2 separate regions of the Pan troglodytes genome follow, and region 1 is linked to region 2. A link is a contact called in public HiChIP or PLAC-seq data. All regions are on one chromosome and are shown on one strand. The core of a region is the stretch at or near the end of the contact, and the rest is flanking DNA. Distances in the headings are between cores, read along the strand shown. Region 1 holds the start of STXBP1 (syntaxin binding protein 1). Region 2 holds the start of ST6GALNAC4 (ST6 N-acetylgalactosaminide alpha-2,6-sialyltransferase 4).

Region 1 (3,182 bases), core at 612-3,111, 300 kb after region 2:
CCCTAAACATCTCGAGTACAAGTATCAGAACCCGTACTGCATGGGTACAATGAAGGTGTTACGATGAGCACCTTTTAAAATTTTGTTTTATTTGGTGTTCAGTTTTTATAACAATTTTCTTCTGATGTAATAGGTGAGATAAGGTTTTACAACTAGATTCCTCAGTAGGAGTATTTCCTATATATCAATGAAAAGAATGGAGAGGGGAAATAAAACAGCTATGGTGCCCAACAAGAACACTACATGGCCAAAAGCATTCCACAGCGAGCGCGCGCTATGATAGGAGAGAATCATTGGAAAGGAAACTAAATTTCCACCATTTTATTCTTTTTCCTTTCTTATCCTCTCCTACAGAGAAAAGCCCAGTTTTAATCTTCACTTAATCCCCAAAGAGATAGCAAAAGCCACAGCAATCCTTACACATTTTTTTGTTATAAAGAAAAACAGTGCCAAAATATTGACGAGGCACTGTTTTTCCACACATATCACCAATCTTATTTAGCACTGTGGATGCCGTTTTGCAAATGTCACCCACCATCAGCCCTCGCTCCGCTGCGGCCGCCACTCGCCGCCACCCATTTTTAAAAATCCATTCATGTGGTGCCTTTCATCCAAACCCATAAACAACCATTTCCTCCCTGCCACCGTGGTCTGAGCTCCTGAAGCGTTCGGCCACGGCAGGGCAGAGCCCCGCAAGCAGGGAGATTGCAGACTGCGGCGCTGGGCGGCGGACACCGAAGCTCTCCTCATCTCCCGAGTGATTTCAGGGGTTCAGGATCCTGATAAGTCCCCGCCCTGGAAGCCAAGCCCCGGGAAGGGGAGGAGTGAGGTGGCCCCGGCCCAGCAGAGCTCAGCCTCCGGAAAACAGGCGTCTCCTCCCCAGGCCGAGCCACTGCGCCTAGTCTCCCAGGTGGGTCTCGCAGCCAGGGACCGCGGCGCGGCCCGGGGCGGGGGAGGAGGACGCAGGCCAGGATCTCGCTCGTCACGACTCACCCAGGAGGGTGGGGAGGAGGAGGGACTGCAGGAAAAGGGAGCGGAGTCTGGGCGCTCAAGGAATAAAGACGAGGAAGGGGAGAGGGGACTGAGGGGAAGGTAACGGGGGTGAGGATGGGGGTGCGGGGGAGGGTGACGGGCTGCAGGGGGTAGAGGCGAGATGAAGGAGAGGGACGGGTGTTGGGGGTGAAAGAGGGGGAAGGAGGGTGGGATGGGGGAGAGGCGGGATGGAGAGAGTGGGGTGAGGGAGGGGTGGGGGAAGGGGGAAGGATGGGGCGAGGGGAGAGAAAGGGGGGTGAAGGGAAGAGAGGGAGGGAGGGATGGAGGGGAAGGAGGATGCAGGGAAAAGGGAGACAGGGACCGCGAGGAAGGAGGATGGGGAGGGAGGAGGGCGGGCTGCAGGGGGAGGGCTGGGGTGAAACATGAGGTGAGGGAGGGGAGAGCGGGGCAAGCCTTCCTCTCGCGCGGGCGGCGCCTGAATAACGGGACCCCACGGACCAGGAGCCTCAGGCCCGGGGCGCAGGGCCGGCAGCCCGCTCGGAGGCCTGGGCGCTGCCGGCAGGGGCCGCGCGGGGCTCCTCGGGAGCCGCAGTCCCCGCCTGCTGGAAGGATCCCGGCTCCACTTACTCTCTCCGACCACAGCTTTGAGGCCAATGGGGGCCATGGCGCTGCGCGAGTCTCCCGGCTCCGATCTCCTCGTCCCGCGACGCCTGCGGACCCCTCCGCCTCCTCAGGTGGGCGCGCTGGGCCAGCCGCAGCTCTCCGCCCCGCAGCCGCGCTAGGGACCGACTGACGCGCGGAATGGGCGCGGGGGCGCGGCGCGAGCCAGAGCGAGGCTGCCCCGCCGCCGGCGCGCGCGGGGGCGGGGCAAGCCGGGGGCGGGGCCTCGCGCCGGCCGTTGGCGTCACCCACTCGCCTCCGCCAATCGCACTGCGGCCCGGAGGCTCAGCCCCGCCCCCCGAGATGCGGCTGGGCGCCAGGCGGCCGCTGGCTGGTGCGGAGCCGCGCCCTCCCCCTCACCTCACGCGCCGCGCGCGCCCGGGGCGCAGGGTACCCAGGCCTCCTCTTTCCCCTCGGTGCTGGGATCCCTGGCCACAGGCTACCGACGCGCTCCATCTGCCTGAAACCCCGCTCGGGTCCTGTCTTTCCTCTTTCTGGGAGCTTCCGTTTTTTCCTGCCCACGGAAGGAGCTTGGAGGCGAGATCTCTTACTAGCAGCGCCCACTCCCAGCCGCAGCGAAGCCAGGGTGAATCCACTCACAGCACCTCCCTGTCGCTGGGTACCTGCATTCGTGCATTCACCAACACTGAGTTCTTGTGTCAAACTCCGTGCCAAGCACCTCGCGGGCATCATCTCATCAAATCCTCCAATCACTGGGCATTGCTTTTTATTTTGTTTTGTTTACACTCCTCTTAGCTCATACCTATGGGCATTATTTTTAATCTCCATTTTCCTGTGAAAAAACCAAGTCTCGGAGATATTGGAAATAGCACTAGACTTACCTTCAGGCAGCGTAGCATCCGTTAGCTAATGTTCAGTATTCTGTCACTTTTATGTGTAAGCCGTTATTCTGTCCCCTGGAGCTACGACCATGTACAAGGCAGAATCTCATCCTGCTTATGGGCGCTCAGAGTTTAGAAGTTTCTAAGCCCCAAATCTGATACGAATATACTGTGGGACCGACTCTGGTCTCAGTATCTCCCTCCTGGAGTCCGTATTTATTAAAGCGGTCCCAGGTCAGTTTTTGCTCGACTTTCTTTGTTAATAGGAGATACTGCTTTTCTTTTTCTTTTTTCTTTCCTTTTTTTTTTTTTTTTTTGAGGCAGAGTCTCGCACTGTCGCCCAGGCTGGAGTTCAGTGGCGCGATCTTGGCTCACTGCAACCTCCGCCTCCCAGGTTCAAGTGATTCTCCTGCCTCAGCCTCAGAGTATCTGGGATTACAGGCGCCCGCCACCATCGCCTGGCCAATTTTCTGTATTTTTAGTAGAGACGGGGTTTCACTATGTTGGCCAGGCTGGTCTCAGATACTACTTTTGAAATATGGGGGAGGGCTTGCTTTTGGCTTCAAAGTAACACAAATTGAGCCAATTAAAAATAAAAAAGAATAAGAGAGCTAGTAGTAGTAAAAATCAGTGAATATTCATTAAATATTTGGAATACATTTGAGCTAGGTTTTTAATCTTCATATT
Region 2 (3,088 bases), core at 258-2,757:
AGACAGGAAGTGTGCCCTCTCACTTCCCCATAGGCCCACCCCTGCTACTGTCCCAGTGCTTTCTGCCACCAGCCTGGCGCTTGAAGGCAGTTGCCTCTGAGATCCCAAGGGACCCCAATAGGACACACTGCAGCATCTGCCTGGGGCCTGAGCTGACTTGACTTGGATTTGGAGGACATTCCAGCGAGGGAGCCTTCGAGAGGTAAGAGTAGGTGGTCACAGCCCCGGGTCTGGAGTGAAACTTCCTGGGTTCGAATCCTGGCTGTGACAGGAGCTGCCTCTACACGTGTGTCTCAGAGGAGAAAAACAGGCTCAGGTGACTGTCACACTGACATAATCATAATAAAATAATCATATTGAAAATAACTCATGTATTCGTTGTTTATCTGAATTTCCAGTGTCACTGGGCGTTCTGTATCTTACTTGATAAATGCAGCAATCCTACCAGTTGAAACGTGGGCTGCCTGACCCGAAGCCCTGCTTAATTTCCCTCCCCAACCACCATTTCAGAAATGGAGACACTCAAGTCCGGACAGCCAGGCCGCCACTGCCCGGTGGCCCCCGACACCCTCTAGGTCTCTTTCCCCTGCGGCCCGACAGCCTCGCCCAGGCAGGAGCCTGCTGGAAATTCCGGAGGACCGAAAAGGGAGATGCTGGTACTCAGACTCCGCCCCGGCTTTGAAGCCCCGCCCCCGGCCCTGAGGCCCCGCCCCTAGCTGGAGGCCTCGCCGCCAGCCATTCACGTCCCGCCCCGTCCCGGCCGCGCAGAGCCCTCCCCAGGTCGCGCAGGCCGCGCTCGTAGGATCCGCCTGCGGCGCGCAGGCCCCGCCCCCGGCGCGCAAGTCTCCGCCCCTCCTCGCCGGCCCCGGCCCCGGCCCCGCCCCCTGCCTCTGGCCGCGCGGATCAGCTTCCAGCCCAGTCGGTCCGGCCCGGGGGCCATGGAGCTCCGAGCGGCGGATCGCGAGCCTCCTGCGAACCCCAGCCTGCACGCCCGGTTAGCATTCGGCCGGGAGATGCGGCAGTGGAATCTGGAAGGGCGGTGAAAAACCCACGTCCTGCCCTCCCCCGGCCTCTCCATTCGTCCCCCGGGTAGAGAGGTAGGATGGATGGGGTGGAATTCCGGGCTTCTGGCTCTCTCTGCCCCAGACCTGATGGGTGACCTTGAGCTGGGGGCGCCCCCTCGCTGCCTCTTCCTCCCCATCTGCGCCCTGGGAATTGGGTTGGCAGGAGGTCTCGCAAAGGTCGCTGATTCCTGCTCCTTTAGGATGGGGACATTGCCTTCCGGTGTTTGGAGACGTCAAGGGGTTGGATTCCCGGGTGCCATGTGCTTTCACCCCGGCCTGTACCCTCTCCTGCCTCAGTTTTCCCTATAGCTTAGAACCCCACCTGCCTTACCCCTCCCGGCTCTGAGTTTGTTTCTGGGTCTTGGCAGGTGCCCGGCTCCCACCCCTTCCCAGCCCCAGCCCTGGAGACAGCAGCCCCTAGACTACTGAGGGACAGCGACAGCATGAAGGCTCCGGTAAGTGGGAAGAAGGAGGACTTCCAGGGAACGCAGAGGCCCCGACTGGCGGAGCAGCTCAGCAGCCTCTCCACCCCAGGACCCACTGCCACTTCTGACCTCCCTACTGCTGAGCAGAGAAGGGCAGAATGGCCTCAAAGTCCAGCCCTGTTCTTGCAGACCGTGTGGCCCCAGGCGGGTGGCATCCACTCTGAAGTGTCAGTACCTTGCTATCCCTGTAAAACGGAGGTAACGCTACGAGCTCACCAGGCAAAGCCTACGTGGAATTGGGGTTGTGAAGTTCAGTTCAGCCGCTCTTGTCTTTACTGCAGAAGCCCCGGGCTGTGAGAGAGAGAGCTGGATGTGGGGGGCAGTTCATCTCGACTGCCTGAGTCAAGGTCTCTGGTTCCTCATGGGCAGGGGAGCAGGTGCCAGGCAGAACTCCCTCCCCTGCACAGCTGGCCACACAGAAAAGACTTATTTTTAGAAGCTGACTTAGCTTGCGGGCAGAAAATGGTGGGCCTCAGGCAGGATGCACCGGGGCAGGTGGGGTGATGGGGTAGGGGGTGGGGGCCACTTTCCCACTTCTGATTTTCGAAGAGCACCAGCCAACTGCTTGGTGGCTTCTGAAGGGTGGCCTAGGGACTTGTGCCTCGAGTCTAGAAACCTGGAGCCCAGAGAGACACAGGTGGTGACCAGGGTGGCCCACTACCCAGTGACTAGCCCACAGTTCTGCTGCCACCAAGCCCTTCCCCTCCTGGGAGGCTTGGTGGTGGTAGGGGCATTCACTAAGTCTGCCAGCAGGGCCAGCCCCAGGCTGGGTCTAGGCCAGATGGCTAGAAGAGCTTCCTGGTTCCAATGGCCTTTGGCACATGGTTTCTGGAGGCGGTAGCCTCCAGGCACCAGCTTTTCAATTATTAAAACCATTTCTTGAGTGACCTTTGCTCCAATCTCCTTGTGCCACCTGGCCTGCTGACCCAGATCCGGATCACCAGGGGACAGCCACTGAGTCAGCTGGGAGTGGGGAGGAGGCGGGGCCACACTAGGCAGCCCTGGTCCTAGGCTGAAGGGGCTGGTGGCCCTTCTGAGGCACCACTTTCCCGTTGTCATGTGCACAGCACTTTACAGTATACAGAACGTTTTCACTGCCCCCCTCCCGTAAGTTCACATGGTGGGCATTATCAGTCCCCAGTTTGTAGAGGAGGAAACAGGCCCAGAGGGATGGAGAGCCATAGGTCGCACAGTACACCCCAGCCTCCAGTTAGGAATATGGGCTTTCCAGCCGGTATTTAAGGCCCCACTGTGCTGCTTCTTTGCTGTATGGCCTTGTACTACACACTTCACTCCAAACTGCTTTCCTTATCTAGAATGTGGGGATGATAACAGTGTTATCTCCGGGGCCTTATGTGCCCAGAGCTTGGCATCCCCAGGTAAGGCCCAGTGGATGGAGACTGGATTCTGCTGCTGTTCTAGGAGCTGCTCTAGACCCAGGAGCTTCTCTAGACCCAGGAGGCCAGGTGCAGCGCTGAAGGGGCTTCTGGGAGCCCCTCCCCACATACACCCCCCATGGCCACTGTCTCCCTCAGGGTC

What was found. HiChIP or PLAC-seq counts read pairs in DNA pulled down with a chosen protein or histone mark.
Region 1: a contact with region 2 is called in an H3K4me3 HiChIP or PLAC-seq map of stem cell-derived excitatory neurons, with 5 times the contacts expected there. The contact joins the promoter of STXBP1 here to the promoter of ST6GALNAC4 in region 2. A contact is called at or near these places in 1 of 7 Hi-C or Micro-C datasets (stem cell-derived neural progenitor cells) and 1 of 1 datasets of contacts at active chromatin or transcription factors (stem cell-derived excitatory neurons).

What each region holds. Positions count from the first base shown.
Region 1 is chr11:10,841,706-10,844,887 of NHGRI_mPanTro3-v2.0_pri, forward strand. It overlaps STXBP1 (syntaxin binding protein 1), which reads right to left and starts at 1,862. Exons shown (of 19, transcript XM_016961721.3): 1 at 1,621-1,862. The coding sequence starts at 1,657.
Region 2 is chr11:10,538,262-10,541,349 of NHGRI_mPanTro3-v2.0_pri, forward strand. It overlaps ST6GALNAC4 (ST6 N-acetylgalactosaminide alpha-2,6-sialyltransferase 4), which reads left to right and starts at 1,508. Exons shown (of 5, transcript NM_001193678.1): 1 at 1,508-1,519; 2 at 3,085-3,088. The coding sequence starts at 1,508.